4 separate regions of the Mus musculus genome follow, and all the other regions are linked to region 1. The links are chromatin contacts, called in public Hi-C and HiChIP or PLAC-seq maps. All regions are on one chromosome and are shown on one strand. The core of a region is the stretch at or near the end of the contact, and the rest is flanking DNA. Distances in the headings are between cores, read along the strand shown. Region 1 holds the start of Txlnb (taxilin beta). Region 2 has its middle 220 kb from the start of Gm20125. Region 3 holds the start of Hebp2 (heme binding protein 2). Region 4 holds the start of Nhsl1 (NHS-like 1).

The links. A called contact is a pair of places that touch in the nucleus more often than the background predicts. HiChIP or PLAC-seq counts read pairs in DNA pulled down with a chosen protein or histone mark.
Region 2: a Hi-C map of bone marrow-derived macrophages shows a contact between it and region 1, with 11 read pairs. The contact joins the enhancer-like site here to the promoter of Txlnb in region 1. A contact is called at or near these places in 3 of 39 promoter capture datasets (hippocampal neurons, liver and pre-B cells) and 1 of 484 Hi-C or Micro-C datasets (bone marrow-derived macrophages).
Region 3: a contact with region 1 is called in an H3K27ac HiChIP or PLAC-seq map of embryonic stem cells, with 4 times the contacts expected there. The contact joins the promoter of Hebp2 here to the promoter of Txlnb in region 1. A contact is called at or near these places in 6 of 39 promoter capture datasets (the C10 cell line, cranial neural crest, liver and 3 more) and 1 of 115 datasets of contacts at active chromatin or transcription factors (embryonic stem cells).
Region 4: an H3K27ac HiChIP or PLAC-seq map of embryonic stem cells shows a contact between it and region 1, with 5 times the contacts expected there. The contact joins the promoter of Nhsl1 here to the promoter of Txlnb in region 1. A contact is called at or near these places in 1 of 39 promoter capture datasets (the C10 cell line) and 1 of 115 datasets of contacts at active chromatin or transcription factors (embryonic stem cells).

What each region holds. Positions count from the first base shown.
Region 1 is chr10:17,792,736-17,800,044 of GRCm38.p6, forward strand. Txlnb (taxilin beta) reads left to right here and starts at 3,484. Exons shown (of 10, transcript NM_138628.3): 1 at 3,484-3,686; 2 at 6,353-6,798. The coding sequence starts at 6,366. Gm20655 (a long non-coding RNA gene) reads right to left here. Exons shown (of 5, transcript XR_871470.3): 2 at 219-7,309.
Region 2 is chr10:16,871,809-16,879,117 of GRCm38.p6, forward strand. No RefSeq gene overlaps it. Among named protein-coding and RNA genes, the nearest start is that of Gm20125, 220 kb to the right of the region's middle. Within about 2 kb of position 2,508, at least 22 of the 459 cell types and tissues checked have an H3K27ac peak or open chromatin away from gene starts, as enhancers often do. A contact at or near this core is called in bone marrow-derived macrophages, where this site is marked.
Region 3 is chr10:18,541,802-18,549,110 of GRCm38.p6, forward strand. It overlaps Hebp2 (heme binding protein 2), which reads right to left and starts at 4,275. Exons shown (of 4, transcript NM_019487.3): 1 at 3,893-4,275; 2 at 3,277-3,412; 3 at 2,464-2,644. The coding sequence starts at 3,994.
Region 4 is chr10:18,404,785-18,412,093 of GRCm38.p6, forward strand. It overlaps Nhsl1 (NHS-like 1), which reads left to right and starts at 2,891. Exons shown (of 7, transcript NM_173390.3): 1 at 2,891-3,730. The coding sequence starts at 3,529.

The DNA of each region.
Region 1 (7,309 bases), core at 2,234-4,733:
GCTCATCGCTCTGGAATTCTTGGCAGCCTCCATCCATACCAGCATAGCTAAAGCCACAGTTAGAATACCTGAGGACTTGACATTCCTAACCATCCCAACCTATCCTACTTGTGATAAAAATCCCAATCAGCCAAAGACACCACTCAAGAGAAGACTTTATTAGAGCCAAATGTTGTAATACCAGGGAACAGAGCATGGTGGAAGTTACGCAGACTCACCTGAAAAGAGTAGTCTGTTTAAGCAGCCAGAAGAGGGGCCCAGATGCACATGTTCAGTCTGATTCCACCACTCCTAGTTCCACATATGCAGCTCCGGATTCCACCTGACTCAAGCCCTACACAAAGACCAATGATCGGTTCCCCGTCCACCAGTCACTGGACTTTTTTTTTTTTTTCTGAGTCACAGCAGGAGGAGATGCTGAGCTCACCAAGGTTTGTCTAGCCTTGTTATCTAGAGTCTTCCAAATCTTAGACAGATTGTGTGGGAAGAGGTCCCGGCTGGAGCATGGTCTCCCAAAGCAGACCTTGTTGGCGTCAGTTCCAATCCTGATCACAATTGTTAGTGAAGCTGAAGTTATGTGATTCCTGGAGGGCCAGAGAAGTTTGTTTGTTTGTTTTGTTTTGTTTTGTTTTGTTTTGTTTTGTTTTGTGTTTAAGAGTTGAGATGCCTCTTACTCCACACAGCCACGTTAAGGTAGAGAATATGTCAGCTGTCAATCAGTCAAGCAGCTGACTGAACCACACCTGACATTTAAAATATCATAGGATGTTTACAACAACAGCAACAAAAACCCTAGGGAACTAGCATTAATGGTGTTTAGCAACACACAACTCCTATGCAAATATCTTTAGAGAGAGTTGGGTCATTCTGTGATTCAGTTTTGTGGAATTTTAAAGTGATACATATATGAAAATGTATATTTTATAATAACTCTAAGAAAGGTTAGCCAGGTGGTGGTGGCACACGCCTTTAATCCCAGCACTTGAGAGGCAGAGGCAGGCAGGTCTCTCTGAGTTGCAGGCTAGTCTTGTCTAAAAAGTGGGCACTCACTTTGAAACTTACAGAGAAACCCTATGGAGTGGCAGGGAGAAAAGAAAGGGACAGGTATAAGAAAGCTATGCCTGTTTTCATGTTAGTACATATTGTATGTATATATACACACAATAACATAATAAGACAGTCCTGTCATTAGATTTCCTCTTCCATTAGTTTCAATGGAAACTATTTTGTTAAAAGGGCCTGCACCTCAAAGTGGGACTTTTCATGGACCCCACCCCCAGCTGTATAAATAATGACATGGAGTCAATAATATTTTAATGCCTCAGCTTGGCAGTCTCCCAACGACTCTAGCTGACTAATTCTGGCCTACATCTTGTCACATGGCCAGGTCTACCTCTCTGCTCCGGCCTGAATCATCCCTTCTGTGATCCCTGATGAACCTCCTGCATTTGATTGCTTCTCCCGAAGTTCCTATCTCTGCCTGGAAGTGCCGCCTCCTAGTCCCTGCTCAGCTATTGGCCATCAGTTTTTTATTACATCCAATAGGCAAGGAAGGAAGGATGAATGTTTGCAAAAATATGAGGCTGGCGATGGGCCACGGAAACAACAATACCAAGATGCGACGAGTACTTAGCTCTCTGCAGGTACCCGTTAAACAATTGATGACACAGAAACATACCTTCACAAAATGTACCCTAACAGTACCTTATTTAAAATTGTTTAGAACTGATCTGCACTTGGAGATCTGATTGAGTTGATTGCTCCAATCCAGGATGTGCTGTCTTCTGATTTGTGGTGTTAACCGAATATTCACGATGTGAGGATTAAGGAGAGAATATTATTTTCTTTCACCAGTTTCATTGTGTTTGCCATGAAAGGCCCGAAATTAACCTGTAAACCCCAGTTGCCCAAGGACCAGGTAACTTCCGGGAATGCTGGGAGTTGTAGTTCTCAGAAAATAACAAAGCCTCATAGGAAACTATGATGGCCTATAGGTCATCCTTATAAATCCCTGCTACACAGGCTCAAGGCCATTCCAGCTGAGAAACTCCAGGGAATGGTCCTGATTAAAGTCGAGGATTTGGTGGTCAGTATTTAATATTTAATAAAGCTAGCTTTAATTTGCCCGGAGCTGGTGGACTTGGGGTTTTTTCTCTGGCAAATCCCAGGATTAACAGTCACTGCAGTGTCTCTGTCAGAGTTTCTCCTTCTCAGGCTGCTTCTTCCCATCATGCCTTTCCTGCACCCCTTTTCAGCCCTTTCTGTGATTGTGACTTACAGCACCCCGAGCTCAGGAAGTAGGGAAGCACTTGGGAGTGGGGTGCACGTTAGCTTCCGTTTCATTCCCTTTAACAATCTGACACTGAGGTAGAGGCTTTTTAAAAAACGTGAACTTACTCCTTTACAGTGCTGGAGGTCAAAGTCCAAAATGAGTTCCATGGGGTCTGAGGTGAAGCTGTTGGTGTGGCTGCATCCCTCTGGAGGCTTGAGAGAAGAGTGTTTTGTTGCCTTCCCAGCTTCTAAGGCTTCTTATGCTCCTCGACGCAGGACCTTACTCCATGACACACCCCACTTAGATCGACAGATCTGATCTGATTCTCAGCCTGCTTGCCTCATTTATAAGGACTCTGTGATTAGTGGTCACCCTCAGATCATTCTAGATGACTCTCCACCCCACAATCCTTGACCACATCTGCAAGTCCCCTCTACACGTAAAGTGCCAGATTCAAGGGCTGGATGTCTTTGGGGTGACTAAATTCTCAGAGATGCTGTGCCAAGACTAAATCTGTTTTGGTAAAACATGGAAATACATTCCCCAGAAAGCTTAAGGCACCCATGAATGGCTATGAGTTAGGAGGAAGCTAACAAGCTAATCCTTGTTTCTTTTACACAGGATATTAAGCCGTTCCTCTGACTGTCCTGGAAGTCACCATATTGACCAGGCTGGCCTTGAAGTCACAGAGAGCCACCTACCTCTGCCTCTAGGCCCTAGGAAGGCATTTTTAGGATGAACAAGCTGATGAGATGTCAGCTCTGGACACAGCACACATGCAAAGACTACCTAAACCACAGTTCCAAAAGCCACCTAAATGTGCATTTCAAACTTTGCAAAAACAATAGTAACAACCACAAGAAAGCAGTGTCCTCAGAATTAGTGTCTCTGCCACTTCTCCTGTGCTGTGCCACACCGCATCTTTGGTGGTTCCTAAAAGAAACCTGATACTAACTAATCCAGGGTTGAATCATAAACCCCACGGAGATAAACCAAGAAATAAAAACACTCCTGATGTGTTCCAAAATAACAACAATGTCAGAAAACCGCACCAGGAGGCCATTCATCTGGGTTTGAATTTTAAAGAGGGCTAAACATGGAGAGTCTCACAATTCACCAGCTGCTTTTCTTTCAAAGGATACTCCCCTGGCGACACCTACTGAAGCACAGGCAGACTTCTTTCTTGCTGCGTCACGGGTGTTTCCTTCCCCGCCCCCTCCTTTTGTGGGCGTGTGTGTGTGTGTGTGTGTGTGTGTGTGTGTGTGTGTGTGTGTGTGTGCAGTTTCTCCCTCCTTGTAAGAACTCAGCCCTGCTGCCTGTTCCTGCTGCTGCTGCTGCTGCTGCTGCTGCTCCTCCTCTGACTCTACCACCTCTTTCCTCTCTTTTCTCTTCCTGCTTAGCTCCCTTCCTTCTGGTAAGTATGACAAACACTTCCCCAAGCCCTGAGGGGCAGCCTGTAGCCTGTAGTCTGTAGTGTTCAAAAGTTACAGACGCCAGCAAATGGTAGAAGGGCTTTCCATTGTTCAACTTCACAAGACAGCGGGTGGATCAGGAAGGGATGGTGCGTGTGCGTGTGTGAGCAGCCACAGCTAGCACAGGGGAAACATTCCTCCTTCCCGGAGGGGCACAGAGCCAATAAAGTTTGTAAAAGACAGATTTTAGAGTTTCTTTGTGAGAAGAAACTTTGCTACAAAAAGGACGATTTTAAGGTTCTTTGACTTTGTTTATATTTGGTTTTCCTTCTTGTTAGTTTGTTCTGAGGTGTCTTAAAGAAGTAAATTGTCCTCTAAACAAAATAGGTTACTGTTTTAAAAGAAGGTTGGAGTTTGGAGATACTGCACATCAGTGGAGCATTTGAGGTGCTGAGACTGACACACACACACACACACACACACACACACACACACACACACACATCAACTAATGTGGAACAGGAATTTAAAGAATATCCATAGACCTAAGCTTGAATAGATCACGTGAACATTTTCATGTAGCCTAACCACAGTAAAATGCCCGTGGACTGTTTGAAATAACTGCTTTGAACTTTGATTGACTTCAGATCTCACCCAATGATAATCTCCCCTACACTTAAAAGTTCACATATGGATTCAAACCAGTAAATGGTCACAATTTTTAGTCTGACTGAGAGCCTATTCTCTTGACTTTAGGGATGAAGGGCTAAATGTCAGAACTCATTTTAGAAGAACTTAAAATAACTTCTGGCAGGGCAGCAGGTGACACGTGTCTCTCTGTGTGCTTGGGGGAGGCAGGAGTTATATATAGCAGAGAGCATGGCGAGCGGAGGTCAGGCTCTCGATTGCAGTGGTGGAGACGCAGCCACATTGTGTGATAACCAAGTGATTGAATTAAAAGGAATGACCTTCCTCCTAAGTCCTGGGGGAGCCACAGGTGGGTGGGGACTGTCTCCACACTGTGTCTTCCACTCTCGGGTTGGCAGTCAAGTGTTCAACACCTACTACATTCAAGTGCTTGACACTTGCCCTAAAAATGAGCCAAGGAAGCTATGCAGTTGATAACACAGCATGTTTTTGTTTCCACTGACATGCCAACACAACCGCACGACCCGTGAAGCTAGGGAACGCTGCCATAGTTTTATGCTATTAGTTAGCAGCATAACTATTGCGTTCTATTTGTAAACAAAACGCACCAGAAGTTAAACCCTAAGCCAAATCTCTCCGCCCCTCAGCATGGTAGGAGCAAAGCCCGGAGTCTCTAATGCAATGTGCTGTGTTGTTCCATATTTCCCAGAGGCTCTACTATTATGTGGGTGTTGTTGTTGATGTTGTTGCTGCTGGGAGACAGGATTATATAGCAGAGGCAGGCTAGGGACTCTGTGTAGCTGACAATGACCTTGAACGCCTGACTTGCCTTCCTTTTACAAATAAGAAGTAGACATGCCCCAGCATGCCTGGTTTGAGTCCATATTGCATTTGAATTATTTTTCTAGCTTAAGATATACATTGCTATGTCTTAAAATTCTTACATTTTCCTAGAACTTTTTAAGTTAGAAAATTATCATCTTTTTACTTCAAAGATGAAGTCAGTTTCTAGAGTAAAAGAATGTTATAGAAATTTAAGGAGTTAGTATTATATGTGGGCTGGCGAGATGGCTCAGTGAGCAAAACTGCTTGCTATACAAGCGTAAGGATTAGAGTTCTGATCCTGACAACCATGTGGAAACTTGGATGCAGTCAAATGAGCATGCAATTACAGTGCTGTTAGGGACAGAGGCAGGAGGATAACTGGGGCTTGCTGACTGCCATCCTAGTGCCAGGTTCAGTGAGAGGCTCTTGTTTTAAAGGTAGAAGATGGATGTGACACCAGACATCCTTCTCTGGCCTCTGCATGTACACACACACACACACACACATACACATATGTGTGAAAATACTCATACACATATATACATATGAAAATATATTTCTAAGGATCATCATCATTCATTCATATTACTGACTTATTTATACATTTCTCATTCCCTGTTTTAATTAAAAAACATTAATCTGAAGTTCAAAAACCCTTTTTTTTCTGATTGATAATTGCATGTTGCTTATTATCAGGGAGAAAACACTAGAAAAGCAATTTTACCTAATAATGTAGTAAAATACACAAGTTAAACTTTTTACCTAAAGATTGAAAAATAGCTTATGGATGTAACTGTTACGAATTATTTTTAGTAATCAGAATGGTTCCTGTATTAAATATTAAATTAAAAGTTAAATAAAAATTAAACTTTGCATGAAAATGTCTATGTGCAAGCACTTTTAAGGACTGTGAGGTCTATACCTGAAAATCCTAACACAAATTGACAAATATATTCATAAAAACAATACCATAAATTAACTCAAACAATTTCAACAAAAAGGGGTAGTGCTAAAATGTGAAGATTACACTCAAGATAGGACAGTAATACGACCTGAGTTTTAGTGTCGATGGTATGTGGAAGTTCATTTATTCTGTGGCGGATCCCAAAATTAGGTGGCGCCTCTCTGAGAGATATCCTTATCATTAATATGTAAGTGAAATCGTTAGGTGAACCATGACTGTGCTTCCCACCAGACCCCACTCCCATATGGAGATTAATCATCCTGATCAGCTCTCAGTGGAGCACCCAACTCCCCCAGGGGACAGCTCATCACTCAATCAAAACGGCCCGGGAAAGCAAGATGGCGAGCGGTGCTCAACCTCAGGCCAAGCGCCAGAGCAAGAGGGAAGCCTGCATCCCGAGAAGGGAGCCCATGATGTCGCGGAAGAGTTGAGCAGGCAACTGGAAGACATCATAAGCACGTATGGGTCTGCTGCCAGTCCCCGAGGGAAGGAGAGCACCTCTGAAACTAAGGAGCAGCCCCCAAACACAGAGGCACCAGACAATGAGGATGTTGACTATGAAGAAACCACTGAAGAGATAGACAGAGAACCCACTGCTCCTGAAGAGCCAGCCGCAGCCAAAGAGCCTGTCAGCAATAAAGAGCAAAAGCTGGAAAAGAAAATCTTAAAAGGATTAGGCAAGTATTATGTTCTAATGTCTCTATCTGACATACCCTGTCCCCAACCCTGTTCAAGGGCTGGGATGCCCTCCCCGCCCCCGCCACTCTCACCCCGGCATTTCCTTATACAATGCAGACATTCTCTCTTGCACACTCTCGCTCTCGCTCTTGCTCTTGCTCTCGCTCTCACTCTCGCTCTCTCCTTCCTCCCCAGCCCCCAGCCTGCGAACTCACCTGAGAGCAGACTCCCGATAAACCTGCCTCTAATATACTCTAATCTGGCTCGAATTGGTTTCTTTCACTGGCAGAGAAATAACCTATCCGCCATATAAATATATTTGGATTAATTTCATATCCTCCTTTTGTAATTTCCTAAATTTTCTATTGCTGTGTTTTTCTCTAGCCCATCCCTTTTCGTATTACTAAAGTGAAGGTTTTTCACATGATGCCAGTCAACTTGGCTCACATGCCTACCCTATGGCTCTTAGAATTCCAAACCAAAATTCTTAAGATATTTTTTGGGCCTGTG
Region 2 (7,309 bases), core at 1,258-3,757, 920 kb before region 1:
ATTTCAGGAGCTAAAATAAGAAGAAACATGTTCTAGTCCTAGGGCTGACTTTTTTTGAAGCCACTAGCATCACAGATTAATATTTTTAGAGGAAAGTATGAGACAAGAATGGTACAGTCAAAATCTCCCTTCCATATACAAATTTTAGAGTGATCTTACCAATTAACGTTTCATCAGATGTATTTGAGGAATTTACATAATTTATTTAGAGGTTGTCTTCAGGTATTATAGTTGCTATTTTAAAAACAAAACAAAACAAAAAAACAAGACCTTGTAAATTATCAATAATTAACATTTATCTCTACCAGTACCTCAAGAAGATACAAGTAGATTTAAAGACTTCTGCGAGCCTGGTTTGGTAATAATCAGCTTTCTACTGGGTTAACACATGGATTGTGGGTTGTCTTTTAGAAGGACACTAATACCATTGGTAAGAGCTCTACCTTCTAATACCACCAATTTGAGAACTAGAATTCACAGAGAGAATCTGAGTTCTGGGGACATTAACATTCTGCAATTGCTGAAGCAACCATAGAAAGAAGATTTTACAAGGTTTTGTCAATATAGATGAAAATTGTTTGTTAAAATGTGAATGGAAGATCAATTAAGCAAATATCTATGAATTATAGCAAAAACAATGCTGACAGAAAGCACTCATATCATCTGAAGTACAATGAAACAAACCTCACTTCAGATAAATAAAAACTAAGGGCAAGGAGGTCTATGTAATTTCCATCCAGTAAACTGATGCTGCATAAGTCTTTACATCAGCGATTTTTGTTTGTTTGTGTGTATGCTTGTATGTATGTTTGTATTTCGTGATACATTTTCATGTAGCTAATTTTGGCCTCAGAATTGGTTTTCAGTCAAGGCTGTTTTTTCTTTTCCGCTTTTTTCCCCTCATAATCCTGATTATATTTCCAAAGTTCTGGGAATACATTCCTGAAGCATCACATCTGGCTACAACTCTAGCAATTTTAATTTGAGCAAACATAAAGGTAATTTTGAATAGATAGATAATATATTTAATTGATAATAATGTAACTAGGTAGATTATATATAGACACATATGTAGGTGATAGATAGATAGATAGATAGATAGATAGATAGATAGATAGATAGATAGATAGACTGACCAAGGAAGTTCAAAAGATATTCTGAAGCACAAAGCAGCTTTTGTTGATCTATCATGTAAAAGCTATTGTATATAACTTATAAAATCAATATGCAATTACATGTATTTTGCAATCAAATTTTCTAAGAAATTGTCAGATTGCTTCAGAAAGGAAGGACACCCAATAGAGTTCTAAAGAATGGCTTGATTGCTTATAAAACCAGTACCTGCTTTTATAGCTCCACTTGTAGGTTGCAGTTTATTATACAAAGATATGATGATCTCAAGAGTTTGGATTCTCATATATAAAATTCATACATACAATCAAGATAATTTCTATGTTCAGTCAGAACAATGATATTTATTTACTTTATTAAGAGCATTAACTATAAAGTACAATAGATTCAGAAAAGGATAGAGAAAATGTAGTATAGTTGTAAAAAAATATATTAATTCAAGGAATTTTAGTTGAAATGCCTGTTCTTTCAATGTATTCTTTGTAGGAGACATGTGGCCAAAAAGCAGATAATGGCTCAGTGTGAGACTGAAACATTTAACACCTCCTAGCTTCATCTTGCTGTGAAACCAGTGTAGCCTAAGTCTTTTCATGAACTGTTTGAAACTACACATATGTACAGAGCTAATGTCATTGCAGTTTCAAATCTAGATTATGAAAAGCGACAACTTTATGTTTCAAGGGACTTTTAATCACAAAATTATCTGCCTATGTCATTATATGGTGGTCCTTTAAGATATTCAAAATTACTCTATTTAAAATATACATACACAGTTAATCACATTTTCAAAATATTATATTATTGACTATTGATATTATCTTCAATTTTTTAAAAAAGTCTTTTAAATACAAGAAAGTACAAAATGACTGAACTCTGTGAATACTTCCTATCAGAAATATTTCCAGGGAAACCTTGTAAACTTTCATTCCCATTGGGTTTTGATCTGTTGTATTTGAAAATAAGTCATCCTGAAGGCTACAGACTAAGAACAAACACAAAGGACGCAACAGAAATGCTTACACATTCCCAAAAAAGACTTTTCCAGTTGAAATTGACAGTGGCATCATCATGATTCAGGATTGGGAAATAAAACTCACAGGAAAGTTGTTAAGGATGCTGAAGTTGAGCATGCAACCTTATTCCTAATGGCAAAGTGAAAGACAACTTGGGCTACTTTTGACAAACACATCATTTCAATGATTCAAAGCTGAAAATATTCAGGATGAAATACCCATGGAAAGTTCACATAACTAAAAAAGAATCCAAATGTGGGGATATTTGCATCGCTAAAATTTCATTCAGTTTGTAACTAGGGTTGGGAATAGAATGCAGAATGTTAAACTGGACATCCAGACGTCATTGCTAACCACAGACTTGCATTCTTCTGCTATTTATACCCTTTGTTTACTTTTTGCATTTCCTCAGCTGGGATGGGGACTTTCTGCTTCAAGTCAATTTCACTCTTATTTTTGGCACAAAGAGTACATTTTCCCAGTACTTCTGGAAAATGTTACATCTAACAAATTCTTTGCAAAGAAATGATGGAAACAATTCTACTGAGATTTAATAAATTCCGTGATACCTGTTACCATTGACCCAAGGGATGCTTGCTCTTAAAAATATGTTTCAATTTCCACTAAAATGTCAGGAGTAATAAACAATCCTCTGCCTCTCTCACCCCAGGTCCAATGTGACCAATATGACCATCCAACTATAGTATCCCAGTCTCCCACCCCTGTCCAATGTGACCATCCAACTATAGTATCCCAGTCTTTACAATATACATGATCTTCATGATTAGCCTGGCAACAGCTCATCTATACTCCTGCTTCCCCTTAGTTTTCTGAATGATTTATTGAGAAATTCTGTCAATATTCTAACCAGAAGAACGTAATTCTGGCCCCCAATGATTGCAATTAACTCCAGTCTTCTGTCAGCCGTAATTTTCGTTTAGTGTTTAATTATATCTATTTTGTTTAATCCCAATTTTGAAAATTGTTAGTCTACAATTACTTTTCAAAAACCACCAAAATGTATGATACCTTGCTTATAAAAGTTATAGTGCTTTTGGATTAAGCACTGTCCATTAAAGGAGAGTCTAAGAATTAATTTCCAGATCAATATTCCTCCAACACCTTTATTAATTATGTTTGCAAAAAGAAGTGGCCCAATTAAAATTCTAGTGTTTGCTGTGAGGAGATGAACTAGTATTCTTATCATCAATGACCCATCCAGGACATTTTTATTTCTGTGGAGCTCAAGTTTTTAAAATTTCCATACCAGATAGCCAAATTTAAAAAAAAAAAAATAGAAGTTATAAATACAGCTTAAAGAGGAAGGAAAAGCTACTTCCTTCCTTTCAGTTTGGCCTTGAACATATTACAGCAGATTATTCTGCCTCCTCTATAGAAAGGCTTCTGTGGTTTAAAAAAGAAGCAAAAAAGAAAAGAAAAGAAAGGAAGACAGACAGACAGAAAAGACCCACACCTTTCCCTAAACTGCACTGAGCACATTGTTCACCAGTATCTCCAATAAACAATTTATACCTCAAAAAAGTAGTTTTTCCATAGTTTCTCCTCTTAGTAGAAAAGTTAAAATCATCTTATATCCTACAAACATTATGACTGACAAGGTTTGTGTCTTTATAATGAAAAATGCCTGGGACCACTGCCATCAATACTATAACTCTTTATCCTACACGAGTAATCAATTAAGCTTAAATATCCTAACTATTCGAGGATTACAACATATAATCAAGATTCCAAATTAACCTTGTGAAAGAAATCTATGCTAATTAGTTATTCTTAAATGACAATTTGTCCATGTAAGTTATTTCCAATGACAATGAATATAGGTTGGATATGCCTTTATAAAATGGTTGGAAGTCAAAAGTCCTCATGGCATTTAGAACACTTCCATTTATATATAATAAGATATATTAAAGATAGACAGCAATTATAAACACAATGCTAGCATTTTTATGACCCATACATCCAGAGTAAAGATGATGTCTTGCAATTTTTTATGCTTAACTTCTGACTACCCCTTATCATATAAAGCATTGCCTAGAAATTTCCATTGTGCTATCAAGATGGTTTTTAATTGTTTTGAATTATAGACTATTTCCTATTTCAGAATTTTGGATGACACTTGTACAGCCTATATTTTCTTGCATTCCTGTGTTATCAAATCAAGGAAATAAGAGAAACAAATAAGCTTTACATAGAAAGTCTTTCTGTGATATATAAATTATAACATTTTACATTTTATTTTAGAACCCATTTTGAGCTGATTTTGGTATCAAACTAGTTATTTAACATAAAAGTATGATCAAAAAACTTTTTAAATCAAAATTAAAAGTATTTGCCTCCAAAATTTGTCACCTTAATTCAAATCTTTGTCTTTCAAAAGACCCTACCTATCAAGTGGGTGTAAAAGAGAATACACAATGTGAAAATATTTCCAGGTCTCACATCTGACAAATAACTCACCTGACTTGAATAAAAAACTCAAAATCTGATATTAAAATAAAAATGTAATTAGACAATGAGTAAAACCCTAAAGACCTAGTTCATCCAAGGCCGCACAAGAATGAATGAACACATATATAACCACGTTCCCCATCTCTAGCAATTAGCCAAACTCACTACAGCAATATTGTGATGATAAACATATTCATCAAAATGGCTAAAATGCTTAAATCTTTTAGAACAAACGCAGGCCAAATGTAAACAAAATAGAATCCCTTGTTCTTCGCTAATCAGAAATGAAATGATATAAAGAATGATAATAGAGCCATCCTGGAAAACAAATAGTTTCACAGAAAACAAAATGTACAAGATCCATACAATGTAACAAGGACATCCTTATGCATTACTTTGACCCCAAGAAATAAAATCTTGAACTCCATCATAGTACATGAATATAACTTCATTTTTAATAGCTAAATACTGCCTGTAATCCTAGCACCTAGGAAGCCTTACCGTGAGTTCAAAGCCAGCCAGGACTACAAAGCAAGTACCAGGAAGGAATTCTGGAACAGATGGCAAGAACCTGTGCCATAAAATTAAAATAGAAAGAAATATTAATAGTAAAGACACTGTTTAATAGCTGAATATTTAAACTAGATATTATACATTCAGAACCATGGCATAGTATTCAACAACAATAATGCAATTAATTATTGACCGGTTCAACGTTCACATAGATCTCAGGACATTATGCTGAGGACAAAATCCAATTAATTGACTGAACAACCCAATCAAAAAGGTTACATACTATATATTTAATTAATCTAACAAAATAAGAAAGACAGAGTTCTAGAAATGGAACAGAGATCAAAGGTTGCCAACTATTGAGGCTACTTGGAGGGAAAAGAGGGAATAAAATAACTATGAAAATATGGCATGAAAGATATTTTTGTAGTTGTGAAATACCTGCTTTTCATGATTGAAGTAGTTCTTGCACAGAACTGCACATGGGATAAAATGACACAGAAGCACATGTGCTTAGTAAGATGCTAGCTTGTTGCACTGTGCATTGTACTATATTTATGTGAGACCAAACTCCTTGGGAGAAAACTGGATTAAGGTTGCATGAGAAGCCTCTATAGTATTTTTCTAAATCTCTATAAATCAATAAAAAAATTTAAAAACCATTCAATAGTTTATTAAAAATCAAATCCCTGAGTAAACTACTTAGTTACATTAATTTCTTTTTGAGTTGACTACATGTTTACCAGATTCTACAAGCAGAGTTGGCACCCTTTAGCCTTCAAATGTAATCTTAACATTATTAGACATGAAGAGGAATGCCTGGCATCCCTGGTCTCTACTCCCACTTCTCATATTCAGAAGCCCTGCTGTGGGGCTAGGCTGATACTGTGCTTTCTCCCCACTCAGTTCACTTCATCAAGGCTTTCTTTCCTACATCCTATTATCAGCACCAGAACTAACTAGGATGCCAGATCAAGAACTTTACCTTCTGATCCTTCTGATTGACTTGGCAGAACAATGTGACCCACACTCAGCATTCTATAGACTGGTGAAATTAGTACATTCTTTTAGATGGACAGAGTCGAGCTTAAAATTAAACTAGCAAAACAGTATCATACTTGAATGAATGAATCCCTTTCTTATTAATCTTCTTTTCTTTTTTTTAAAATTTTATAAGACAGGCCAAATATCAGGTGGAGCTGAGGGCATCTTATGGAAGAGTGGGGGATGGAACTGAGCAAACTGGAGTGGTCAAGGATACCACAAGGAGTCCTACAGAGTCACCTAACCATGGGGACTCACAGAGACTGAACCACCAACCAAAGAGCATAAAGGGGCTGGCCCTAGGCCCTCTACAAATTTGTATCAGATCTACAAGTTGGTTTTCATGTGGAGCTGTCTTTGACTCTGTTGCCTGCCATTGGATCACCTTCCCCAGGGAAACTGCCTGCTTGGGCCCACTGGGAGAGGAATGTGCTTAGTCATGCTGAGACTGGATGTGCCAGAATGGAGTGGTACCCAAGGGGGATTTCCCCTTCTCTGAGGGGACTGGTCATGGGGTGGCATGGGACTTATAAGAGTAGGACTGAGAAGAGAGAGTAGCTGCAATCAGGAGGTAAAGTGAGTGAATGAGTAAAGAAATAAATGAAAAAAGAAAAGAAAAAAAGTGGTATATAATACACTTCTGCTTTGTTTTACTGAATACTTTAATGTGGGCATGTCTGATCAAGCCATGACTTGGCAGTATATAATCCTGTGATATATATGGATACATTTGCTGGCCTGTCCTCTAGGACTATAATCTGGAATGGAAAGTTCCTAATCAGCCCTGTGCTTATGTACATGTCCCAGTATTGCTTTTACTAAAGACTGGTCATCACAGGGCTTCCTGTGATTTTTAACACCATCCTTTGCAGCAGCCAGTAAAAGCAAGTGTATCTTTTCACATGTACGAAGAATGACTATTCATAATAATGGCTTCTCAAAGTCACAAGAAAGCAAAAAAAAAAAAAAAAAAAAAAAAAAAACCAAACCGAACCAAAAATAAAAAACAAACAGAAAGGCTCAAAGTACTCAAAGCCACTCCTTGGAATTCCCACCAATGTTCTTTCCCTTCCCAGACAAGTCTTCCCCTTGTGATTCTAAAGAAAATTCATGAAAGCATTTTCTTTTTTATAAGAAAG
Region 3 (7,309 bases), core at 3,025-5,524, 750 kb after region 1:
GGGGGCAAGACTCAAACTCACAATCCTCATAACTCATCCACTCCAATGTAGTGTTATGGAAGAATACCATCATGCCTGACTTCACTGTGCTGTGTTGCATTTGTTCTACTAGTGTTGCTGCATACTTTTGAGATGGAGCCTCAGTTGCTTAGGCTGTGTCTAAACTCTCAGGCTTAAGTTAACTTCTATCTCAGCTTCCCAACTACCTGGGATTATAAGAGTGTGTCCACAGACCCGAGTCAGACATTCACTAAAATGCCTCCCCCTTCTTTCTCTTCTGGTCAAAGAGTACACAGTGGGTTACAGATAAACACGATATAGTTTTGGTGTCTATACATTCATAGCCCAGTGGATGAGGTCAACATTTTGACAGCATTATCTAAACATCTAAGTACTCTAACAGAGGACCAAAGGGCTCTGAGAAATCCTAAGGATTCAGTCCATGCTAATGGGTGTCTTTTGAGTTGGTCTTGCAATGAAGGATGATTTTCCCAAACGAAGAAAGAAAAATGGAAATGACAAAATTGTAAAGCATTGTCAGAACGAGGCACAAAATGAGGTCTAAAATGAGAGCTGAAGTCAGAAGCCAGAACGTGACATAGTAGCCCATGGCCTTCTGGGATCATGGACAGGATGCTGAGCAGAAAGGAACCTGCTGAGATTTGGATATAAACAGAGGCAAAGAGACAGGACAGAGTAGAGGGATAGAGCTGCTACAAGGAATGGGAAAGAGAATAGAAGTTTAATAAACTGCACACATGAAAGTATCCTGGGGAGGGGCGTGAGAACATTCTCGTGAAGACAGGGAGGGTGGGGGAGAGGGGCAGGGAGGAGGTATGGGATGTGGAACAGTTGGAGGGTGGGCCATGAAGAGAATAAAATCTGTAGTGTAATAAAATAATTAACCAATCAATTAAGTAATTAAAATACATATACATATTTTTTTCTTTAAAAAGAAAGCATCCCGGGATTAAATCGCACTAGCACACTGACCTGCAAAAGTACAGGACATGCAAGGACCGTGATTTTTACACAGAAAGTTAAGAAACAGAAGCAAAAAGTATTTTTAGCATGCTTCATTGGTATATGTTTTATTATAAATGTGCTGATGTAAAAATGAAATCAGTCTGGCTGCCCTTTTCAAAGAAGAGCAAAGCCCATGTCTACCGTATTCAACAATGTCTCCTTATGCCCAAATGCACTTTGGCAGAGGGCAATAGCAAGGGCTGGGCCACCCCAGACGCTCCCCACTACAGCCTTCCCTAATGGACCTGTGGGAGAGGAGACACCAGATCAGAAGAGTGATTGGTATGCACTTGTAGCCTGGTAGCATCTCAAGGAGGTGATTCTAAACCTAACAACTTTGCTGGGCTTGGGGGTATCCAGAATCATGAGACTCAGATATGTCAGGTATCAAGGGCCCAATTCCTGTCCAGGAAAACTTTGGGGATCCAACATCCATCTCATTCCAATAGACCCTGGCAGGCAGAGCCTTGAGACAAGAAAGAGATCTAAAGCCTTGACTGAGGCCCGTTAGTTTTCCTTCTCTATGGTTTCCATTTGAAAGGGGATGTTCCTCCTTTGCATGTCACAATGTTGTACAAACAAGCCCATAGCTTGTTTGACTTTTACAGGCCCACAGCTAGAGAGAATTTGCTTTGAGATAAGTCATGCTTTGAGTCTCAAGCCAGATTTTATTTGAATGTTATTTAAATGAGTCTTTTGAGTCAATGCTGAAATAGGCTAAGATTCTAGGGCTGGTAAAATGTGACTGGATGCATTTTTGTGAGTGAGAAAGACACAAAGTTTCTTCAGTTAGGAACAGAATGCTGTGGACTGAATGCCTGTCTCTCTCAAATTCATATCAAACTCCTAATCACAAATGGGATAGTTTAAAGAGCCTCTGGAGGGTGGTTAGATCCTGGGGGGGACTGAGCCCTTAAGAAAGGAATTATCACCCTTACAAAAGAGGGTCAAATGTGCTTATATGAATCAGGAAATGGCCCCTAGCCAGTCACTAAAACTGTAAGTGCCTTGACCTTGAACCTAGCTTCTAGAAAGAACTACAAAAAGCAAACTTGTGTTTGTGGTAAGCCACAGAGTCTATAGTATTCGTTGTGCCTGCCCAAACAGACTAGGACAGACACCATATGCTGTTTTTTGAAGGCATTATTGTTCAGATCTATCTATTTTGTAGGAAAGGATAGTCCTATGTTTCAAGTGATACAATTTGTGCTATGTTTTATATGTGGAAGATATATAATAGACTTCTCAATAAATGGATTCTATCTTGCAATAGACTTCAGTGACATTTTAAAACCAAGACAGCAGGAAAACATCCTGAAATCTAGTAGACGGTTCTTATGGAAGGGTGAGATGCTTGTGGACTGGTGAATGCACACAGGTAAAACCAGCAGCCAGCAGGCCGGCAGGCAGCATGGCTGTGAATTATCTACCACTTACCGCACGAACACCGTCATTTCAGCTCTGTCTTCAATGAAGACATCTGACTCTGAAGGCCTGGGTGGATCGGGTTGCTGCTCAGAGGGGATGTACAGGGAAATCGTAATGGTAGACTCACTGAAAGGACTTGAGCCGGGCTCCACGTAGCTTGTCACGGGGGCTGTCAGCTTGATTTTCATCTCTACGTCATGGAAAAAATGAAAGCAATTTTAGCATATTATGGCTGATGTTTCTTGATTTCCTTTACATTACCACTATAAATATGTACCCTTGATATGTCTCATCTTTTTGTTTTTGTTTTTCTTTTATAAAGGGGTAGTGGTAGAATGACACATTACTCTACATTAAACAATTTTCTGTAGTGTTTTCTTGGGTTAATAAATTCTATATTTTTAAACATAAAGAAGAAATCACAGAAAACATGGGCCAATTATTTTTCTCTATATCTCAGAAATTGTGGTCCTAAGGCGAAGAGACTTGCAAAATTACACACACACACACACACAACTTGAGGCTCATGCCCTTGCATTTTCCTGTCCCTTGATATCACTATTAGAGGCATTTGGCACAGGAAAGGACTTCTCCCTAGGTAGAGTCCCATTTCATCTAGGAAAAAAAAAAAAAAATGAGGAAAGTATAGACCTTGACAAGCAGAACCCAGCAACACTCTACTGTAGCTACACTAAAGTTCTTGAAGCCAATCGTGAATAAAAACATTAGAGTTTCAGTCATCTGGTTATTCGTCTATTACAAAACAGAATTCTTCAGGAGACTAAAACTCAGTAATCGCAGCATCTCGGAGGCTACTTTTACCTTTCTCATTTTTGCCTTGAATGTAGCCATTCAATTTTGTGAAACCAGTCTGGATGGCTGAATCCCAGTCCAGGGACTCCACGCAAGTGCTGACCCACTTAGCCGGTCCGTAGTGCCGGATCTCATAACTTCCTGGCTAAAATGGTACAGAGAAAACTTAAGAGAAGTAACTCATGAACTCATGAACAAGCAGCAACTCATGAACGTCAGGAGGTGAGAGTCCCCAATACAGGAGAGCTGCAACCCTCTCCCCCCAAGGTCTAGCCTGAGGTTCCCGTTCTTTAGGACAAGCATGGACTCTCCTGAGGTTTCCCTACGGGTTGGAGAGCAGATACTGCCCTAAGGACAGATTACAAGCTTTTCTTAAATCGAAGCGCTGGGTCTGTGTAGTAGTAACCAGTTTCTCCCTACCCCACCCGCTCCGCGGACAGGAAGTGGATGTATGACTCTCTCCTGGGGTCAGCTAAACAACGCATCTCCTGGTTCGCGCAGATCTAAAATAGTATATATATATATATATATATATATATATATATTTTAACTTAACTCTAGGGGACTCTTCATATCACGGTAAAGTAGCCCAGATGAATCTTTGCGGGCCCTGGAAGACGCCTACCTGGGGGTCTATGTCCTCCGGAGCTTTCCAGCTCGGCATCTCCAAGGCCTGATCCTCTGAGCCCTCGGCCACCCCGAGGTCTGGCTCCGGCTCCTCTGCCATGAGTAAGGGCAGCTTGGGAGGGGCGCGCCCTGTTTGTGTTCACCGGCCACCCTGTTCTGAGTCCCCTCCCCACCGGCGCACGCTCGGCCCTGCAGCCCTTACTGCGGGTCCGTAGGACATTCTCGGTCTGAGCCACAAGGCGGCGTCGCGACCAACCTCAGGCTTGCGCCAGCCCTGGCCACACCCCTCTGCAGGGATAAGGTCAGGATCAGCTAGCTGATCAGACTGATCAGGATCGGCCGGCTGGCCCTGGGTCATCTAGGTCCTCTGCAGAGTCCCTCCCACCTAGCTGATGTTTTGCAGAACTGGATTGTGGGCAGTGGTGGGCGGAGGACTGAGCAGCTCCTAGCTCGGTTTCTGTGGAACCAGTCCGGGCACCCATTCAGGGAGCCTCTCCCTACATTGAAAACGCTGCCAGCGCCTCTGCAAAATCAGCTTCCTCCCCACCCTCACAAAAGAAAATCGCCTGCCCCAAGACTTCGCAGCGGAGCTCCAAGACCTCTAGCAGCTAGCACTCAGGACTCTGACTCCTGCTGCCCTTAGATCCTGGAGTCCAAATTGGGATCCGCAGACTGATTTATACTAGAAGGGCAGCCAGGGCCCACAGTTTTCAGGTTTGCTCAATGTGGAAAGTCAATGGAGACCCAGCATCTTTGGGGAGAGCAATGTGTGTGTGTGTGTGTGTGTGTGTGTGTGTGTGTGTGTGTGTGTGTGTGTGTGTTGTGTCTTGGGCTACTGAAACCATCTGAGTCCTCCAGTCAGCCCTGGAGGACGGGCCAGAGCACACACTAGTGCTCTTTAGATATTTTGGCTAGGCTTCATACTTTTTCCAAAAGATTTATTGAAATAAATTTATATATAATTCATCTCTTTTTTCTTTTAAAATGTTATACCGATATACAATTTATCTTGATCATATCCACCTGCCCCTCTCTCCCCTCAACTCCTGAAACCCCACTCTCCACCCCACCTCCACCCCATCACATCTTCCTTCCAAAATTCTTTGAGTATTTATTTAGCTCACTGGATTCAGCTAGTTCAACTCACATGCACTTAGGCTGGAGTCTATCACTGAGGCACTGAAAACCCATGCTCACACTCCTAAAAAGAAATGAGTCTCTAGGTCCCAGCAACCCGTTACTGATAAAGAATTCTCAGGAGTACTCCAGAGACATCCCTCCCCCATGCTGGAATTTTTTTCAGTTTTATTTTTAATTACATGTATATGTTTTAACATACCTCTACTATTTAATAAACCAGGCATTGTGGTGTACCCCTGTAATCCTAGAACTGTGAGTTTGGAAGCAGGAAACCCAGAAATTCTAAGTGACCCTTGACTACACACAAAAATTGAAGCCACTTGCCCCACCCCCACCCCCTCTTAGCTATATCCGAATGCCTCAAAAACAGAGAATCAGTAATAATAGTAAAGTGAACTACTTAATGGCTTTCAATTATATTTATGGAGTTTTGCAGCAATTACAATGCTAGCCCATCTTTTAATGATCTCCCCCCTCAGCCTTTAGCATGTTCTAAGCCCCTGTGCTAGTTAGTTCTGTTTTGTTTGCTTTTTTTTTTTTTTTTTTTTTTTTTTTGTCAGTTTGGCATAAATCCGGGTCATACGTGAAGAGGAAACTTCAACAGAGAACACACCTGCCTTCAACAGATTGGTTTGTAGGCAAGTCAATGGGGCATTCTCTCTGATGAATGATTAATGTGGACGGGCCCAGCAAACTGTGGGTGGTGCCACCTGGAACAACTGGTTCTGGGAAGTGTAGCTGGGGCTGGGCATGGTGGCATAGATGCTCTTAATGCCAGCACCACACTGGGGAGACGGTTAGCCAGATCTCTGTGAGTTGGAGGCCAGCCTGGTCTTTACAGTGAGTTCCAAGACAGCTAGGGTGGTGTAGAGAGACCCTGTCTTGAAAGAAAAGCAAAAAGAAAGGTAGCTGAAGGTGAGTCTGGGAACAGGCAGCACTCTTCCCTGCGTGGTCTCTGCTTCAGTTCTTGCCCACAGTTTGCTGATATCACTCAGTGATAGACTGTGGTATGGAAATGTAAGCCAAATAAACACTTTCTTCCCCGAGTCACTTTTGGATAGTGTTTTATGGCAGCATCAGAAAGCAAACTGGGGCACACCCAACTCCTAGAGCCATGCTCCAAGAAACTAGTAACTTGAACTTATCTTTGTGGTTTGATTGGAAACCAAAAACAAAATAAAGCAGAGGGGCCTACCCACCCTGCACCTCCCATCCTGCTGATTGACCACGGGTCATCTCTAGAAAATGTCAAAGAGCCAGGATGGTGTAAAAGTGTCCCAGATTTACTGAGTCCACGCCTAGCGCTCAGACACTTCATATAGAAGAACCACACTGTGGGATGCTCTGTGTGACTAACTGCCTTTGCTTAAAGTATCTTCAGGGTTCATGCATGTCATACACATTTTTTAATGGTCAAATAAGGATTTTTATAAGCAGTTTGTTTATCAATGTATGATGATTTGTATTGTTTCAACTTGGACTATTGTCAGCTTTTGTGTAGGGAAGGGTGGAGGAAGGAGGGGGGGGGGAGAGGGAGAGGATACAAATTGTATACAGGTTCTTGTGAACTGCTAAGTTGTTCTTGAACCATTTGATACTCTATTTACCTGCATCCTCTCCAGTTTTCCTGTAAGTATTTTGTGTATATACAACTTGCTTTGTAGATGTGATTTCTATTCTTGGAATTCACTGTTTTACAGTGTTTAATTCAGCGATGTTTAACAAATTCACTCAGTTGTAAACCCAGCACCACTATCAAATCCCAGAATATTCTATCACTGAAAAAAAGAGATCCTATGAAGTTGAACGGTCCCTCTCATCTGTGACCCTGTCCTCTTCCTCATCCCTGCCATCCACTGAGTTACTTTCTACATCTGTAGATTTGCCTCACTGAGCATTTTGAATCAATAGAATCAGATAGTGTATGATTACATAATCATCGGTATGATTATATAGACTGGCTTCTTTCACTTACTGAGAGAACTAGCATTTTCAAGCTCGATCTGTGCTATGGCATGGACCAGTCCTCTGTTCTAGCTCACCGCTGGAAATTAACCCATTTTTTGGACCTGGTAATTTAAGCTACTTTCCTTCTTTGCCCTTCCCTGACTAAACAACTGTGGAAAGAGCTCTGGCCATAAGCCAGAGTTCTAGTTCTATTTTAAATCTATTATTATGCAGTTAAGCTTGAATTATTTAGTGAAAAACTCAATAATGAGTTTCGACATAATTTTTTTGTTTGTTTGTTTTGTGTTTTCGAGACAGGATTTCTCTG
Region 4 (7,309 bases), core at 1,641-4,140, 610 kb after region 1:
CTCAGACTCCCACTAAACATATAATTTCAGAGAGCTTGTTTATCTGTTTTCCTGGTGCGTGAAGCACAGCTGAGGCAGAGTGGTAGGGAGCAGTATTGATACACACACACACACACACACACACACACACACACACAAGGATGATGACGGCAGACCTTGCAGTGTGGCAGCCTGCTGCTGCTGGCAGGAGGGTACATGGGAAGACACAGCACAGTGAGTAGCAGAGTCAAATCTGTTCAGCAGGTCTGTCTAAAAGGTCTGAGAGGGTGAGGGATATGCTCTCAGAGCCTTTCATGGGGAGCGGGGAGGTGGGGGAGGGGTGGGGGAGGGGTGGTTAGATGATAACATTTTGCAATGCTGATGAAGATTCTGACTGGAGTTACTAGAGCAAGCCAGTGATACTCTAAGGTACCCTACTCCTCAATAGCAATATTATGAAGATTACCACACTGTGTACGTGTGAGTTGCGAGGTACCCAGTACCCATGGCTCTGGGTAAATAGTCCATTGATTAAGGTGTGTGTTCTTGGTCATTGCTAAATGAATGAGTGTGGTGGCTTCTGAGGCAGCCCACTTAGGCTCTTCTAAGATAGCTGGAACCCACCTGGAGCATGAAGAAAGCTGTGACCTCCGGGGCGGACGAGAACCATTGTATTTGCTGTTGGCCAGTAGCAACTTTGATCCAATTAATTAACAAATTAATGTTTGTGATTTTCTTTGTATTAGCAAATATTCAATCATCTAAGCCAGTGATTCTCAACCTTCCTAATACCACGACCCTTTAATGCATTTCCTCGTGTCGTGGTGACCTCCAACCATAAAATGATTTCATTGCTGCTTTATAACTTATTTTGCTACTATTATGAATCATAATGTAAATATCTGATATGCAGTATATCTGATATGTGACCCCAAGGAGGTTAAGACCCACAGATTGAAAACCACTGACCTAAGCCATAGATTAGGCAGTACATGGAGGATTGGTTAATCAATTCTGTTTTGTGGTTTGTAGGAACAGTTTTTAGAAATCCAGTTTGTGGGCTGGAGAGATAGTTCAGCAGTTAAGAGCACTGACTGATTGCTCTTCCAGAGGTCCTGAGTTCAATTCCCAGCAACTGCATGGTAGCTCACAACCATCTGTAACAGGATCTGATGCGCACTCTTCTACAGCTACAGTATACTCACATAAAATAAATATTTTTTTTTTTTAAAAAAAGAGTGAAATCCAGTTTGTTAGCATGCCTACATTTAGGGTAAAATTGTTTTTTTGGCAAATAATTTCAGCTTCTGTATAAATGTAAACAACTTTAAGGGACAGTCTTGAGTCTTGGCTCTGATAAGCCAGTTATTTCTCTTGGTTGCTCATAGTGAGTTTTCTCCTTGCTCCTCCGTTAGGTTCTGCCAGATGTGTGCAAGGCTGGGGCCATGTGAGGAGTACTGAGTCCAGTACTGGGTACTGGACTGGGTGCACTGAGACTGTGCACCCAGGCCAAGAGGATTCAGCTGTCTCAGGTGTATCAAGGTGTATCAGGCACAGCAAGGGGTTCATTATGAAGCTTAGATACCTTTAAATTATAAATGTGAATTACAGTGCAGCTATAAGGAAGGTGTGGACAGCAGGTTAGAGAGACTTGTGCACGTTGTTTGGTGCCCATGCACTCTTAGAGGGCAGGAGCTCTGTCTTGCTAAGTAGAAGGCTCGTTCACATTTTTTCTGAGGTGCTCTTAAAAACTCCTCATTTTTATATTTTTAATTCTTTTTACTTCTTGTTTTCTTGAGACTGGATGTCACCTAGCCCAGGCTGGCTGCTCTACATAGAGTGGAAGTCAGTTCTCTGCATTTACCTCTTCAATATCAGGAAGATGGGTGTGCACCACTGGGCCTGGCAGCTCTATCGTCTCTGCACTTGTAATAATGGTCAGTGTAGACACATCACTGAAAATTAAGAGCTGAGGTAGGTAGGACCAGCACACCCAGTAGCCGAGAACTTCAGACCCCGTGCTGTCTGCTTCCCATCCCTGACCACTGCTCTGGCATGGGGTATGTGTGGGCTTGAGTTCATCTGTCTGTAACCTGAGGCATTTAGGCATCATGGTCTCTTGAGAACCCTTTAGCTTTTCTGGCCTCATTAGTGCTGACGGCTGTTTTCTCAGTTGCCTCTTCAGTCCCAGTGTCTTCTTGTGTAGCATGAGAGTCTACTGTCTTGGGGACACTTTGCTCTGGAACTTCTTCAGCGAACGCCCCAGCCCTGGCATGCTTGAAGAACTCCGTCATTCCGTCTCAGAGAGTCAGGGTAGACTTGAGACACAAAGTTTGCCTTTAGAACTGTTTGTTCTCTGGAACAGGGTTTCCCTGTGTAGCTAGCCCTGGCTCTCCTGGAACTCACCTTGTAGACAAGGCTGCCCTTGATCTAGGAGTTCCTCCTGCCTCTACCTCCCCATATTCTGCCTGCTGGCTGCAGAAGGGGAGGCAGAAACAGGTGCACACATGGCTGCGTTTCACCTTTGCTGAAAGCAGGAAGTGAAGTGAAACTGCTTACCTTATCCTTAATCGCGGCATTCCTTAACCCGTGTCCCCACCCCCACCCCCGGAATTCGGGACTAGAAACCACATTAAAAGCGCTTCTGGTGATCACCCTTTTTCAGAAGTGGGTCCAGTAGTCAGCAATCAAAATCTTTTTTGTGATCTGCAGAGAGACGTCTACGTTCTGCACAGGCTTGCTTTTCCATTGCTTTGCAGGAGTTCAGAAGTTTGAGCTACCACTGAAGTACGGTCTGTGGAGGGGCGGGGCTCTCTGTCTCCAATGAGGTGCCTTCAGTGTCGGGCAAGCCTATCATCTTTCGCAGGAGTGCTTACTCTGTAATCCAAGCGATAGCCACGCAGCCTGTTTTATTGTTTGTGGAGTCCTGCGGCTAGGAGCGCTTCCCAGACGGGAAGGAGGGCAAGTGGGCGGTTTATGATTCTTCCCTGGGCCGGGACAACAGAGCCGAACCCTTTGATTTCTCCTGAGTAACCTGTGTGGGTGAACTTTAAACTAGGGGCCTGCTTGACGCTGGATCTTTTTCTGCAGGGTGAGGAGTTAGCTCCGGAAGCCTGGCTGTCTGCCTTAAGAGGGAAAGATGCCCTGGAGAGGCGTAGGATTACCTTTAGGGATGCTAGCCATGCAGCCAAGAGTCGGGGTACCTTGGCTCTTCTTCACAAAGTCTTGGCAAGTGTGTCTGAAATGACTGTACTGTTTATTTTTCTAAAGCTTGTACTTCTATTTATTATTATTTTTATTTTTGCCTGAGGACCTCCCGCCAGAAATTGGTGCTACAATGTGTCTAGAGTAAACCATTTTCTTAAAAAATTTATCTTTAATCCTTCATTTTCCTTTTAATCGGGCACGCAGAAGCACAAAGCCTGCCCGACTCTCAGCGTTAAGAGGGAAGGGGCAGGCCCCTTTCAAGGATCCCGGCCAATTCTAAAAAGCCAGCATTTTGTTTGTTGGGCTGCCCTTTGTCTCTAGAGGATTTTGATGTGAAAGAAGATGAAAAAGGACGGCTCCTCAGGTTCCTTCGGAATCAAGGCAAGCCCAGGCTCCCTCTCACGTGCTGTGAGTTGGATAAATTTCTCCTCCCTGTCCAGGCAGACAAAGAGGCTGTTCCGCAGTGATGGAGAGCTGTCCGTTTGTGGGCACCAGGTGGAAGCCGATGATGAGAACTGGATATACAGGACCCAGCCCAGAAAAGGTGACTTGATTTTATTCTTAATTTAAACATCTTTTTAAAAGTTTGCTCTATAGAATTCTTTGTTCCTGCCGGTGCTTTCCTGTCACGTCCTCTCCTGCTCCATCAGGAGTTCCTTATTTGTTTTTTTTTGTGCTGGAGCTAAGTACCATTCATTTGTTTACACGTCTGAAATAAAAACTGCTCCGCCAAGATCCAGCTTGAGACCGTGTAGCCTTCCCAGAAGGTTAAATAGCTGTTGTTTGCCGCAGGTGCTCTCCCCTCTTCCCCAGTCCATGCTCGCCTGTGACTTGGATAAGTCAGTAAGACGCTGTCACCCCAGATGGAATCATCTGGTCTGGGCCAAGTCATGAGCTCTTTCCAGTAAGTGCTCTGACAAAGCTTGAGGGTTTGTGTCTTTTTGCGGCGTTCTTCTGAGAAGATGAATGGGTTTGGTGAATGTGTGACTTAGACAGGTGTTGAGTGTGACACGGAGGAAAATGGACACAAGGGGTTTACCTTGGCCAAAAGAGTTTTGGATTTCTGTCAAGTTCCTTGTCAGACCAGCGCTGGTGTCTGTTCTCAGGATTAGCATGTTAGACCCCCTGGAAGGTGAGGAAGACTATAGTCCTGCTGGAGGACATGGGCACATCCTAGGCTTTTATAACACTCCCTATTTTCTATATAGACTTTCTAACGTCTGCCTATTAGGATGTCTGGTGTAGGGACTGAACTGTTTAGCTCTGAAATGGTTTCTTCATTGGATGTTGTCCAGAGTTCAGCAGGGAAGCACTCCTGTGTGTTACAAAGGAGCCTAGGCCAGACACTGTTCAGGACTGACTTGTTTACTGTGTTCTCCCTTTGCCAAGGGAAACCTTGCTAGAACATCTCAGGGACCTATTCTTTCTTCCCTCTCTTTTGGGAACCCAAACTGCAGAAATGTAAGAATTAACTAACCTGCATGCTCTGGGTACACGGTCACTCTGTGCACTCTGAGGATTAAAACACAGCTCTTTTACAAGGACAATGGATGTTAACTGGATTGTGTTTGTCTGTTGAACTGGCAGAGGAAGGGCTGGTTAATATTTTTTAAAGATGCCAGCTATTGTATCAAGGAGTTGGTTGGTTACCAGTGGTCTACTCATGCTGAGCTTTGAAACCTGGCTTTGAGTTCACACTGTGTAATTACCAGTATCAAAACAGGCATTTGCTTTCTGGATGAAGCTGGGTAGTTCACATCTGGGAACTACTTTTCTAAATCAGGAATAAGCTGTGGTTTTGGTTATGTTTGAACCAGACAAGTCTGTAGGGTGGACACCATGGTGCTGTGGTTACAAGGGGGTACACTCTTGACTCCCTTTAGCCTTTGCCAGAAGTTGCTTCTCAGAACGTACTTTGCTTCAAACCAAGTGCTATCAGGTTTCTGTTGGAGAGTGTCTACGTGTGACCATGTGGCTTTCTTTAGGACTTTCACTGTCCATGGTTCATGTAAGTTAACATTAAAGGGAGAGACTGAATTTGTATGCCTTAGGTTTAGTTGGAAAGTGAAGCAAGTAGTGTATACTTGACTTGTAGAAAATAAAGAAGTCATTGTGGAGGGCAAGGGCAAGTTCTAAAGGAAGGCAGGACTTGTTTATTTACAATACGTGCCTTTTATCCCTTCATGTAATAGGGCACTGTAGCCTCCTGTATCTAAATGGGGGCTTACTACAGCATGTACATTTATAGGTTCTTAGAAATAATTGCCCCAGAGTAAATATTATCATTTTGACATATGGAGTTAGGGGAAATCCGTAAAAAGCTGCCTGTACATTACAAATCACAGAATTGCATTGTTTCCATGTTTAGCTTACAGAAGACAAGTTGGCTCTCATCCTTGACAGACTGTCCTAGGGGCATGCTCTAACAGTTGGTCTTTATTCATCATAAGCCTTTCCTCTGGAGAAATGTAGATGTGACATTTGTTTATGCTAGTAGATCAAAAGAGGAACCATCTTTAAGGAAAATCATGCAAGGTTTGGGTTTTTATTCTGATGAATAGCAAAGAAGCTGAATCTGTACTACTTGAATTAGCAGCCACTGCGGTGGGTGACCACTAAGATAGGGTCACAGATGAAAAAGCACCTAAGACTTACTGGTATGATGGGAGTGTGCGGTGACTTCCATCTCTAACTCTCAGAACATGAATAGGCTTTTGATTGATAGATGTTTTTGAAAAGCTGTTGTCCTTTCCTCTTCCCTCTGTGCCTTCAGCCCTGACGGATGGAGATGGGCCAGTGGTCACTAGGAACATAAACCTTGCTTGTGCCCTGTAGGGACTGGGGAGCCTGGCTCTGCAGGTCCTTCTTTATGCTAGTTCCCAGCTGCTTCAAGGATAAACTGGCTGTAACTGTTGCCCATTGTTACCAGGTAACACTTCTTAAGAAGCCTAGCCAACTCACTGGATCCTTGGTGGATAGGAAGTTGAATAACACATCCATTCATTTTGCAAAGTAGCAGGCCCCTTTACTTGTATCTCTAGGCTGCTCAGTAACGCCACAATACAAGCTTTTACATGGTTACTTTGGGGGTGGGGGTGGGTGGGTACTTATTTACCTATTTCTTGAGACAGAGTATCTCTACATAGCCCTGGCTGTCCTGGAACTCATTATGTAGACCAGCATGGCCTCGAACTCACAGAAATCTGCCTTTGCCTCCTGAGTGTTAGGATTAAAGACATGCGTCACCATGCTTGGCTTTGCATGGCTACTTTTGAAGATATGCATCACTGCAAGCAAAAAGCCATAGCCTTTGACTTTGTTACTTACACTCCAGAAACTAAGATAAAATAATAGCTTAAGATTTCTCGGAAGACTCTATTTGTGAGATTAGAAGTGACCAGTAGGTATCTTTCTACCACATGACCTTTAAAAAGTTGCCTGAAGTGTGGCTGAAGGAAGGGCTCAGAGGTTAAGAATCCCTACTGCTCTTGCAGAGAACCTGAATTCCATTCCCATGACCTAGGTCAGGTGGCTCACAGCTGCCTGTAACTATCGCTGCAGGGGATCTGACACTGTCCTGGGACTTTAGGGCTTTCTGAACTCAAATGAATATCTCTCCTTTCCATATATATATGTATATATGAATTCATATATATGTATATATGAATTTCATATATATATATGAATTTGAAAAAAGAGAAGCTAAGGAAGATTCATATAAATAGGTTCAAAGCAATCACCACTAAGTAGTTAGTCTTATTTTGTCACAGTACCTATGGATTGCAAAATTCTTTCTGGTCCTGACATTTGTGCTTGGGGGAGTAAGAGTGAGTGGTTAACATAGACGTCAGTTCTTTTGTTCTTGCTGGGATGTGACCCACTTCAGCGTACCAGGCTTCAACTTAATCATAAAAACCAGAATGTGAAAGCTCTAGTCGGTGAATCAGGAGCAGTATCAGTAGATACCTGAGTGAGAGAAAGTGAGACTGTAGCTGCACAGCAGGCTTCGGGTAGCTACCATTGCTGTGATGGGAAGAAGGCTCATGGGAGGAGCCTTGCTTACTGCCTTCTGGGTGGAGGACATGAAGATGCATAGACCCCCCCCCCCCCTTGCACTGCAGCC